Regions from separate parts of the Mus musculus genome. Here regions 2 and 3 are each linked to region 1. A link is a contact called in public HiChIP or PLAC-seq and promoter capture Hi-C data. All regions are on one chromosome and are shown on one strand. Each heading gives the region's core, a stretch centred on a gene start, on an enhancer-like site or on the middle of the called end of the contact. The rest is flanking DNA. Distances are from core to core; before and after follow the strand shown.

Region 1 (3,612 bases), core at 714-3,213:
CACTGTGTGCATGCGCAATGGTGGGTTCCTGGAACACAGATGGCCACAGTAGGTTTGCTTGGTAGCATCTTGCCCTTGTCACTTGTGTTTTCAGAGGTAGTGTCCGACCCATCCCCAGCCCATGGAGGAGGGAGCCCAGGCTGCAGGAAGGTAGGAGTGGGGCTCCAAAGCAGGTGCTCTGGGATGTATCTTCTTGCTTTTCCTTGAGTGTCACCGTCCTTTGACAGTCACTGGAACCCACAGTTGCTTAGGAGGTGACTATGAATATATGAATACTGGGTGACAACAGGTCATTTTGTCCCTCCCCACAGTCAGAAGTGTCAGGGAGACCAGCCTCAGGGCCACTGTGGTCACAGGGCATGGGGAGCAGTGGGGCAGAGGAGCCGGATGTCATGACTCTAGCTAGGCCTTTACTTTTCTCAGCTTTCTAAAACACTGGCCCAAGGATTCAAGCTCTGAGAGTGGCCTTGTTTCCTGGCAGAGGCCTTTGGCAAATAGGACAGTTAATAGGCCTCTAATGGTCTGGGTTCCATGTAGGGCTACCAGCTAGGAAAGGAATGAACCATTCAAGAGGCCTTAGAAGAAGTCAAGGGCACAGACTCCAGTGTCTGACAGAAAGACCCAGGATCTCAAAACTACCCAAACCGGGGTCTTGTGGGTCACAGGCCAGGCTGCTGTGTCAGGATGATGGAGGCTTCTATGCTTCTTGCTGTCTGATGCCCTCAGTGGACACTCACAGTGCAGTGCTTCCATTATAGGTCAGAACAGGTGTACTGACCCTTCCAGGGGACCGGTGGCCTGTGTACAGACTCGCACCACTGTCAACTTGAGGGCAGCACCGAAAATACATGGAGCCATGTTGGTCAGGGGCCCCAGGAGTTGGAGTGGGAGCTGGGTTCCAGCTATCAGGGAACTGGTGACACCTTGCCCCTCCCAAAGAGGGTTCAAGGCCAACATTCCACTGGGAAGGTCCAGCCTACTCCCCACTTCCTGGTGACTATGTCTGGACCTCATGAAAGTTTTGAAGGCTGATGGCTGGGGGTCAGGGGGAGGCTTCAGACAACAAGGACATGTTTACTCCCACCAAAGGAGGCAGAAATGGGATGGTGGAAGGACCCAGGGATGCCTTGCAGAGGGAGGTATTGTAACCATCTCCAGCTGTCTTAGTGGATGTTTTGTTGGCCCCTGGGGTGCTGAGAACTGAAGAGCGCGCTGGCCTGGGGTTTCCTTGTGCCTGGCCCACAGCATGAGCGATCAACTAGACCCTGAAATTCTTCCCTGAACTCTCACCAACAGGACTGACCAGCTCCAATGAAGGCTACCAATCCACCCTCCCCAGGCCTCTAGCCACACCCTCCCCAGCCTGCGTCTCCACCCCAGCAGTTCAGGTGGAGATCTTGGGAGGGATCGCAGGCAGAGCCTGGTTACATCACTCCTTTCCCAGACGCAGTCACCTAACAAAAAGGAACTAGATCTGGGAGCCCCGCTCTCTCACCAGTCTTCCAGTTTCACGAGGAGCAAGTTAACTGCATTTCACACCTTTCCCAATCTCTCCTACTGGCCTAGTGGAGTTCTGCCGCCAAAGCCACGGTACAGAGGACGCATCCACCCAACCCTGGGTCTCACAGAGCCCCTGAGAGCGACGTATCCCCAGTGTTGGACACTGCGCAGCAAGGGGTGCCACCTTCCCCACCGTCTTAGGGCCCCCCGGGACAGGAAGATGTGGGGCGCGGCTGCGTCTTACCGGCGGGCTGTTGGCTGGCGGGGCGGGCAGCTCGGCCCCGGGCGGCTGCGGGCGTGCATGAGTCCCCACGGGCTCCGCGGACTCAGGGACACCGAGGCCCATGGCGGCGAGTAGGCTGGCGCAGGCGAGCAGCGTGCGAGCTCCGACGGGGCGGCGGGTCGAGGCCATGCTGGCGGCGGCGGCGGCAGTAAAGAGCACGGCTGGTCAGGTCGGCGCCTTATAACGCGCTTGAATCCCCCGCCTCGCGCGCGCCGCCCTCGCTGCCGTCGCCCCCTCGCGGCTAGGGCACGCTCTGCAGGCACAGGGGACCCTGAGGAGGCGGGCGCCCGATCCGGTCCGTGCACGCCTCCACTTTGCTGCCTGTAGCCCAGGGTTAGCTTCTCTTCTCCTAGCCCTGCACCCGAGGCTTTCTAAGACACCCCCCCCTTTCTCTAAGGACACCCACTGCACCATTCTGCACGTCTTCTTAGGACCTCCCCCCGCCCCGGGTCTCTTCTTTTCTCATGGTTCCAGGCCTTAATGACAAGTTGAGTACCTGAGAATATGGCAGCCCTTATGGCTCCTCCTTTTCAAGCTGGGGAACCTGGAGCACTTTTAAGGTTTCCCTGCTCTTCCCCACCCCGGATGTATCTGCACAGCTGGCACCTCTCAGGCTCCAGCTACGGAGTCTGCTACTAGCAGCTACAGAGAACTGACCCAGTCTGGCTGAAAGGTCGGATCCCTCTGATGTCCTAAGCCAGGCAGATGGAGCTCAGACTGCTGCCCACTGCCCACCACGGAGCATTCAACCAGGACAGATGTGGCAAATCCTAAAGGATGAACTGCGAGGAGGCCTTTTCTGGGTGGTTCTCCTCCAGAGAGGCAGGCCTAGCTGCCTTGAGCTGCTGTCATTACATTGGCTGTAGATAAAGCAGCACACCTGGGTTTCTTTGTTTCTTTTTTTGTTTTGTTTTGTTTTGTTTTGTTTTTTGTTTTTTCCTTTGTTTGCTTGCTTGCTTGATTTGTTTTAATCTTAAATTGTGTGCGTCCAGGTGCCCTTAAAGGCTAGAAGAGGGAGTCCAAAGAAGGGACTTGATTTGGGAAGCATGACCCTAAGATATCAAGTGACCCTGCTCTGTTCACAGTGAGGGCCCCAGCTGGAGCGCTGACAACCAGATCTGTTGCCATGTGAAAGTAGTTATTTTCCCAAACAACGGACTGTCCTAGTGATGTCATGGGTTCTTCCAGAGGGCCCAGATCCAAATAGTTCTGGTACTGGCATGGCTTCCTGGACCCTAGCTCAAGGTAATGACGCGGTCCAGTTCAGGCGCATAGCCCCAGAGCTCTAGCCATTCAGGAAAGGTTCCCGCATGTTTGCAGGGTCCTGTTTGAAAGCAAGGTCCTCAGGAGGACAGGAGTGCATGGCAAAGCTCACAGGGCGCTAAGCATAGGGTCCACAGCCTCAAAGGAGTGGCATCTCTGATTCAGAAGTGGGACCCTTGAGTGTGGTGGTGCCTGGGTCTGAGTGAACATTCTGAGTGAGTCGGGCCCGGCAGGAGAGCAGCGAGTGACCTCCCTGTGCCTTCTTGCATGGCAGAAATCTAATCCTCATTCCTGGGACCTCATGTCATGGCCTTGACCCAGCTTCCCGGCAGTTCAATGAGCCAAGCTTTCTCCGTGTCCCTCTTTCTTCAAAGGAAGGCTGTAGGCTGATGAGGTCATGGGCATGAAATCTTCCCTTTACTCAAAGACAGTGGGAGCCTGCCTGAGGCTGACTGGCTGTGCGGCCTCAAGAGTACCTGCAGCTAGCAGTGGTGTCGTTAGCTATGTATGCCTTGAACGTGGATGGACCATCAGTACTCGGATCACGTGACTGTCCCTAACATACA
Region 2 (3,612 bases), core at 342-2,841, 170 kb after region 1:
AAGGATACATTAATGGGTGGACCATTGGAAGGATACAGATCTGGCATCTGCCAGCCCAGCCCCGGATACTGAGGCCATGGACACAGCAGAGGCACTGAGTAGCTCACAGAGAGCGAGATGTTTCAAGTTGGGCGGAGAACAGGAGGAGAAAGAGTTCTGATCATAGGAACAGAGCCATCAGCTGCCTGACCAGGACAGATGGACCCCAGGGGACAGGAGATATCCATGAGGGCTGAAGCCCAGCTATGCAGCAGAAACTGGAGTATCCCCTAGAAAGTGATCTCCACACTCATGTGCTTGGCCCACCATGGTCTAGGGAAAAGGGCTGGCATAGGACTGCCTGAGTCTGGACAGGGTGCCCAGCATGGCTAGAATCAGTGTTTCTGAAGCCAGGGTGGTATGGCACCGAGCAAAACTTCACAAAGTGGCACACAGTGAATTCCCTGGCAGTGAGTTGGGCGTGGGACCATCCTTGTATGGTAATAACAGACTCTGGAGCATGTATCTTGACAGTGAGGCCAAAGCAGTGAAACTGAAGCCCTACGTTTAATTAAAAATAAAAAGCCAAATAGCACACCAGAGCCCTGTCCCCAGCAGCATGTGGAACCACGTGTGGCCTGGTGGCAGAGCTCTGCAAATCTGAGCTTGCTCTCACTGCAGGCAGACATGCCACCAGGCTAGTGCCAGCCAGTCTGAGACTCCCCACAGGCATCACTAATCAATAGGTCGAGACTGGATAGGGTAGGATACCCTGGGAGGCTAGCCACTCAGGAAGAGGTTGAAGGAGGTTGTGTCAGGATGGTAGGCTTGGCACAGAGATGCCCACAACTCTGAGATGGGGCTGGTGAGGAAAGGAGCTAGGTGTTGGTACACACTAGAGTCCTGAGAACAAAGCTGAGACCTGGGGACTTTTAGGAAAAGCTAAGGAGTAGCCGTCGTGAGTGGAGACCTGTCCAAGGGAAAGGCTGACAGATGGAAATCGCTCTTGGGAGGCAATCCACAGCCTTCAGTGAGAGACCTCTGCTCTTGAGGGGCCATGGAGGGGCTGCTGGAAGTTTTCTGGGCCCAACCTAGAGCCCTAGGAAACACAGAGGACAGCAAGGCACCACTCCCCAGCAAGTACTTGAACTGCACTTGAGCTCATGAAGCAGCCAGTATATGGATGCTCAGGCCACAAGAGTACAGTGAGCACACCTGGGGACCTCGGAGCCAGCAGCGCACACTTGAGGATCATGTCAGCCACAGTGGAGGCTGGGGAAAGGGTAACACCATCTCTGTCCCACCAGGATCCCCTGTGGAAGCCTTCCTGTGGTAGTCAGGAAGCCTCAAATGTACAGCAAGCTCCAGAAGCTGGGATGAGACCTCGTGTGAGTGTCAAGGGTCCTCTCTCCATTTATCCCCTATACTTTATGGCTCCTGGCACCCAGACCTGCCTTGTACCTCATATGACTCCCCCTTTCATGAACTCCGTGCCCCAAGCTGTCCTCCTCCAGCTGCCCATAGCTGCAGGAAGCCAGCACACCCTCCATAGACATAGACACAGCCACATCCGGGGTGCTCAGGGTGAGGGGGCAAAGACTTTTTTTTAAAACCACATTTGCCCTGCTTTCACCTCCCACTCCTTTCTGACTCACAGGGGCAGTCGTCCCTGGCACGCAGCAGAGTGGCACATACATTTTCACCAAATGCCTGAGATACCCACACACCACTGCCAGGAAACACAGCTAGGAAAGGAAGGCAGGGTACCTGGGGTCACCACTGGTGCAAGGTACTGGCTAGGCAATGGAGAGGATCAAGAGTGACTTGGCCTTCCTTCCTGTTCTGGAAGAGTCAGTTTTAGGGCAGAGAAGGGGGTGCCTCAGGGAAGGTTCTGGGTGCCATGCATTAGAACCCGGTGTGTGCTGATGTCGACACCAAGGATCAGCTAAAGAGATCTGGTGTCCCCAAGTCCCCTGTGAAGGGGCCAGGGAGGGGAATAGGAGATGCACTCCTGTCCTGCAGAGCTAGTACACAGGAGAGACTGTGCTGCCTCTGTGGAGAGATGGTCCCCAACAGAAAAGGGCACTTGGAGGCTGGGGGCCCAGAAGGACCAATCATGTCCCCTCCACACTTCCAGGAGAATGCTTCCCCCCACCCCACCCCCAGCATTCTGCCAAGACAAAAATCTCCTGGATAGTCTTTGGGCCTCCCTGGTCTAGCTGTAGAGCTGACCCTACCTGACCTGGTCCTTGTACCTCCCATTCTTCTCAGATCACCCCTCCACCTCCCAAGGGGGAGACTTGCTATGCTCAGCCCCATCTTTCTTCTGCTAGACTCATAAACTCATCCCTTCCTGCCTTGGAGAGTGTGGATTGGGGCCACGGGCAGCTCCGCAGGCAGAGAGTAGTTTCATTTTGTAATTGGAAGAACATCCTAATCTCTCATAAAGAACAAGCAACAACAAACAGTAAAACTGCCTCAAACTTTAAGCTTTGGAGTCAAAAGGCTGACTCTATGTGCAGGCAAATGTAACCACTGGGGACTGCTGCCTCTGAAACCTAGACGGAGACAATGCTGCTCTCTCAGCTGCCTGTCAGGACAGGCGTGCCCCTCGGCTGTGCATAACTTCAGAATTCAGCATCGCTCCTCTGCTCCTTCTCTCTACTACTATATGTGCCTCAGCTGAGCACACATAGCATCACACACAGAGAGAAGCCATCACGAGTGGATGACATCAGAGTGCTAGTGCCGGCTGCCATCCTGAGCGTGCTTACCACAGACGCTCTGGAGATGTGGGCTCAGGACTTCTCAGGTAGCAGTAACCCACAGGGGGTTCCTAGGGGAACCTCTGTCCTCAGAGGCTCTGAGACTCTAGGGCAGTCCTAGCAGATGACGGTCCCTGCCACATCACAACGATGCCCAGAAGTAACCAGGCACCTGGGAGCAGCATTTGCACGACACTACATCAGTGACAGATGGCTCCCACAAAGGAACTGGAGGTGAAGAGAGCAAGGACATCCCGAGAACATGAGGGCAAGCTGAGAACAATCCTCTGCACCATCTTTCCCCCCACACCAGGTCTTCAGGGCATCTTCTGTCTGTGTGGGTGGCTCTGACATCCCTACAGCTCATCCTACACAGTCCTAGGAGAACAAAGGGTTTTCATTGTTTGACACTAATGGTGGCACCCCAGTTTTGTTTTTTTTTTTGAAAAGCTCTGTCTGGAACCTTTTACCTAGTAGAGGAGGTAAAATGTACATCTTGGCAGCCCAAGGGTCTGTCTCAAGATTAGACCACCTTCTAGGCCACAAAGCATGCTTTAACAAATGTAAAAGAGACAAAGGTAAAAGAGTCAGGAATTTTCTAGTGTCTTATGGGACCACAGTGAAATGAAACTAGAAATAAGTAACAAAACCAATCGCAGAAACTACACAGTCATTCGAACTGAAGAACACACTTTTACATACCTGCCCTGTAGACCAGCTGACATGTTCAACCTCTAGTCTGACTACCTGGGGAGGCAGAGGCAGGTGGATTTCTGTGAGCTCCAGGCCAACAAAGGCTACATAGTGAGGCCTGCTCAAAATTAAAAAAAAAAAAAAAGACTATTAGTCCACTTTCGCTGGTGAGCAT
Region 3 (3,612 bases), core at 708-3,207, 130 kb before region 1:
CTCTGAAAAAACTTCCAAGTACATCAACTCTGACAGCCTTCCTTATCAAGGAGGTGACAGCTAATGTACGTACCTTCATACCAAAACAGACCGGCTTCACCACTGGATCCAGTAAAGTCTAAAAGAAAAGCAGCCCTCACTCCTCACCTGTCTACCTGTCAACAGTCATCTCCCACTTCTTTCCTCTTCCCTCCCATAAGCCCCACTCCGTTCCTGAGTGATCTGAGGCTGAGTAGCACTCCCCGTAAGCCATGGGCTGAGGGTACTAACAGAATAAAAACACAGGCCTAGCAGTCTCCACTGTGATAGGCCGGTGCCATGATGCCTGAGTCTTCTTGACTCCTTCACTGTTGAAGAGTGGCAACTGCCTGCTTCCCAGGGCTCTCCACACCACCAGTCCCTTCCTCAGACCTTCCAGGATAGGCTACAAACGCCTCACAGACTGGGAGAGGAGACTACCAGGCGGCAGAGCACCTTGGGATGTGGGTGGATTCCTGAGCATTTCTGGACACATGTAAGATTAACAGACAGGGCCATGTTCCGAGACAGTACCTATTACAAGCTAAGGTAGGAGGGCCAAATGAGTAACGAGAAGGGTAGACTACAGTGCTCAACCTACTGAGACGAGAAAGTCTGAGGGTCAACACTGGGAGAGACCTTGAGCTCTGGACTTCTAAGTCCCAACCATACCCCAAGTTCCACAGCACCTTCTGGAGTACCATGCCCATTCTGTGTACCCCCTGCAGTGACACTCTTGGGGTTACCAAGAGCCCAGACAGACTCCACACAATTGTAACTGTTGTACAATGTTATGTACCTCATCCAATGCAGCTTCCTGGAGACTCACTAACAAATAGAAGACAAGCTCTAAAGAGACATAATGGTAAGTGCTGCAGGTTGGGAGAAGTAAAGTAAGGCAGGTCCCAAGACCTAGTGGGCCTGGGAACCTAACATGGAAGGCACCACTGAATGCTCAGAAGGTCCCAGACAAGGACCTGCACCCTACCCAGGCCTCAAGTATAAGCACAGCCCAATTCCAGAGCCCCAACATACCTCCAGCTCCTAACAGCAACTTGACCCTGAGCCTAGACCCTGTCCCGAGGCTCACACTCAATAAACCGATGTCAGCCCGGGCCTCTACCTCCTCTCAGCCTCACCTTCTGGCTCCAGCACCCTAACCCACAGACCTAGACTCTGACCCGGGCCTTCTATCTCCACCCAAACCACTAGACCAGCACCCGCTACTCTACCCTGACTCCAACTGGAACCTAACCCTGACCCTCACCTGGACCTGGACCTGCACCTCCACCCCTCAACGCACTCTCAATCCAATCAGCACTCGGAGCCACACAGACCTTACCATTGACCCTGATCCTCACCTTCATCTGAGACTAATCCTCATTTCGACCCAAACCCTGATTGGCATCCTACAACGCCCCTCACACTACCCGGTCCCTCAACGCGATCCTCACGCTACCTGGTCACTCGCCTTGATCCGGCCCTAATTCTGACTCTCACCCCGAAACGAATCCTACTCAGACGCGCATCCTACCTCGACTCTCACCCTACCCGGACCCTCACTCCGACACTCGCTCGGTCCCGCACTTAACCATAACCTTCAACACCGTTACCCCAACCCTCAACCCGTCCCGCCACTACCCGGACCCTTAACCCGTTCCGCACTCTACCCCTACCCTCACCCCACCTCAACCTGACGCGCACCAGCCCGCGCCTACCTCGGTGATGATGTCGTGCAGGTAGCGGAACGGTGGCTTGTTGAGCAGCTTCTCGGTGAGCGGCGGCCTCCGGATCACCTTGCCCAGAGCCTCCTGCGTCCGCCGCACCACTGCGGCGTTCATGGCGCTGCCGCCCGCGACCGCTCGCGCCCCTCCTCGCGCGCCGCGCCTCTGCCCGGTGCCCCGAGATGCCCGCCGTCCCGGCGCGCCGGTCTCCCATCCCACAGTGCACCGCAGCTCGCCACCGCGCTTGCGCGTGCCACCAGCACCCGGTCTCTAGGGCCGCGCGGCCTTGGCAACGGACGCGCGCCCGGCCCCGCCCATCCCCTCCGGCCTCTCTAGCTGCTCTGGAGGACACACGCGCTCCGCCTCTGTGGCTGCTTGAACCTGAGCCTGCTCCGCCAACCCGGCGCACCATAGGGCGCTGCACAGCACTGCCCAGAGACCTGGCATTCTGAGTGAGAAAAGAGCGACCATTTGATATTTCTAAGGAGAGCATTTACAGTAACACCCACCAGGAAAATAACACTTCACATAAACTTGGAAAAGGACTTGACTCCTTTCATCCCTTCATTCCTGTTCCCTGCCCAGCATCCCCTGCCTTAGGTAATCTTTAAGATGGTGCCAAGGGGAAGGGTTGTGTCCTTCCACATTTTCTGTGCTCTTGGTTCACCAGAGCGGGCACAAAACTGTGAAGGAGCTAGGCCCTTAGGCTAGGATGCTGCAGCTTTCTGCTACACACACACACACACACACACACACACACACACTTACTTCCCACCTCACCCTCACCACCACCCGAGGCTATGCAGGAGATGCTTCTACTGGATCAGGTGTTGCTGCTGTGCCTGAGGTCTGGAGCTCCTCTGCCCAAACTGGCAGAACCCCAACTAGAACATTGCCCCTGATCTCTCTACCATGGCTACACCCCGAGAGCCAGAATCTTCTTTAAGAGCCCTCTCACTCTGAGCCCCAGCTGGAGTTGGTCTCTGGGGGAGTTCAGAGAGCAGAATTCAGAGAGCAGAAGTCCTGTCTCTAAACACCGCCCCTAAGAACATACCCACCTAGCTCCTACCCTAGAAAGTTCACTCTGAGCAGAATCGTGATGTAGGTGTGGAATGAAAGCTGGAGCCAGCAACTGGCTTGTTTGTGATGCTGGACCAGGTGGTAGGAACTCAGGGTTTTACTTGGAAGATACCTCTGACCTTGGGAATTCTACTGAGGACCTGGAGCCTATGCCATACAACAAAGCGAAGATGATGCTTTATCCTCTCACAGCTTGTGGAGGAGGGCAGAACAGTAAGTGGATCCAAGAACACACACACACACACACACACACACACACACACACACACACACACACGAAGGCCAGAGTACAGTTTTGGCTGCCTTTAGGAGGGCTAACCAACCAGAAGATCTTCAGTCTATCTGGGTATCAAAGTTTTTTAGAAGATCCAGGACAGCAAGTATTGTCAACCAACCCTCTGGGGACTGACCTAGGGGAGGTAACTTTGAAGAGTATAGTTCTATCTTCCAGAGTCTCACCCCTGCCTTTGGTTCAGCCTACCCACCCCCATACTGAAGAAAGACATTCTTCAGTGGACAACATTCTGGTCACCAACGAAGCGGGTCCCAGAAGATATAAGCAATTCCTGGCTTCAAGAAAGATATCTGGAACCCAGACCTCCCCAGAGGAAGGATGCAGAGGCCAGCATGGAGCCATCAGTCTTGGGGGGCAGTCAGCAGAGTAGGGGCTACTAGCCTACATCACCCCCTGAGATGAGGGAGAGAGCAGGAAAGAGTCATTCACAGAAGAAGGTAGCTGAGTAAGAATGGAAAGAGGTTTCTAACTCAAAAGCCCGGCAGGGGAGGCTTT

The links. HiChIP or PLAC-seq counts read pairs in DNA pulled down with a chosen protein or histone mark. Capture Hi-C pulls out chosen DNA fragments and counts their contacts.
Region 2: a FOXA1 HiChIP or PLAC-seq map of pancreatic cancer cells shows a contact between it and region 1. The contact joins the enhancer-like site here to the promoter of Erfe in region 1. A contact is called at or near these places in 10 of 39 promoter capture datasets (the 3T3-L1 cell line, the C10 cell line, the HPC-7 cell line and 5 more), 12 of 484 Hi-C or Micro-C datasets (the AML12 cell line, B cells, cerebellar granule neurons and 8 more), 8 of 115 datasets of contacts at active chromatin or transcription factors (the HPC-7 cell line, double positive thymocytes, embryonic stem cells and 4 more) and 1 of 9 other capture datasets (adipose tissue).
Region 3: a contact with region 1 is called in a promoter capture Hi-C map of adipose tissue. The contact joins the promoter of Traf3ip1 here to the promoter of Erfe in region 1. A contact is called at or near these places in 16 of 39 promoter capture datasets (the 3T3-L1 cell line, the C10 cell line, the HPC-7 cell line and 10 more), 3 of 15 datasets of contacts at CTCF or cohesin (the G1E-ER4 cell line, embryonic stem cells and pro-B cells), 19 of 484 Hi-C or Micro-C datasets (B cells, ECoMG myeloid progenitors, the G1E-ER4 cell line and 11 more), 6 of 115 datasets of contacts at active chromatin or transcription factors (the 230-238 cell line, bone marrow-derived dendritic cells, embryonic stem cells and 3 more) and 3 of 9 other capture datasets (adipose tissue, liver and pancreatic islet).

What each region holds. Positions count from the first base shown.
Region 1 is chr1:91,364,781-91,368,392 of GRCm38.p6, reverse strand. It overlaps Erfe (erythroferrone), which reads right to left and starts at 1,963. Exons shown (of 8, transcript NM_173395.2): 1 at 1,745-1,963; 2 at 1-28. The coding sequence starts at 1,912.
Region 2 is chr1:91,191,435-91,195,046 of GRCm38.p6, reverse strand. The region is part of intron 1 of Ramp1 (receptor (calcitonin) activity modifying protein 1); the gene reads right to left. Among named protein-coding and RNA genes, the nearest start is that of Ramp1, 13 kb to the right of the region's middle. Within about 2 kb of position 1,591, at least 76 of the 459 cell types and tissues checked have an H3K27ac peak or open chromatin away from gene starts, as enhancers often do. A contact at or near this core is called in the HPC-7 cell line, adipose tissue, double positive thymocytes and 3 more, where this site is marked.
Region 3 is chr1:91,493,013-91,496,624 of GRCm38.p6, reverse strand. It overlaps Traf3ip1 (TRAF3 interacting protein 1), which reads right to left and starts at 1,957. Exons shown (of 15, transcript NM_028718.2): 1 at 1,737-1,957. The coding sequence starts at 1,859.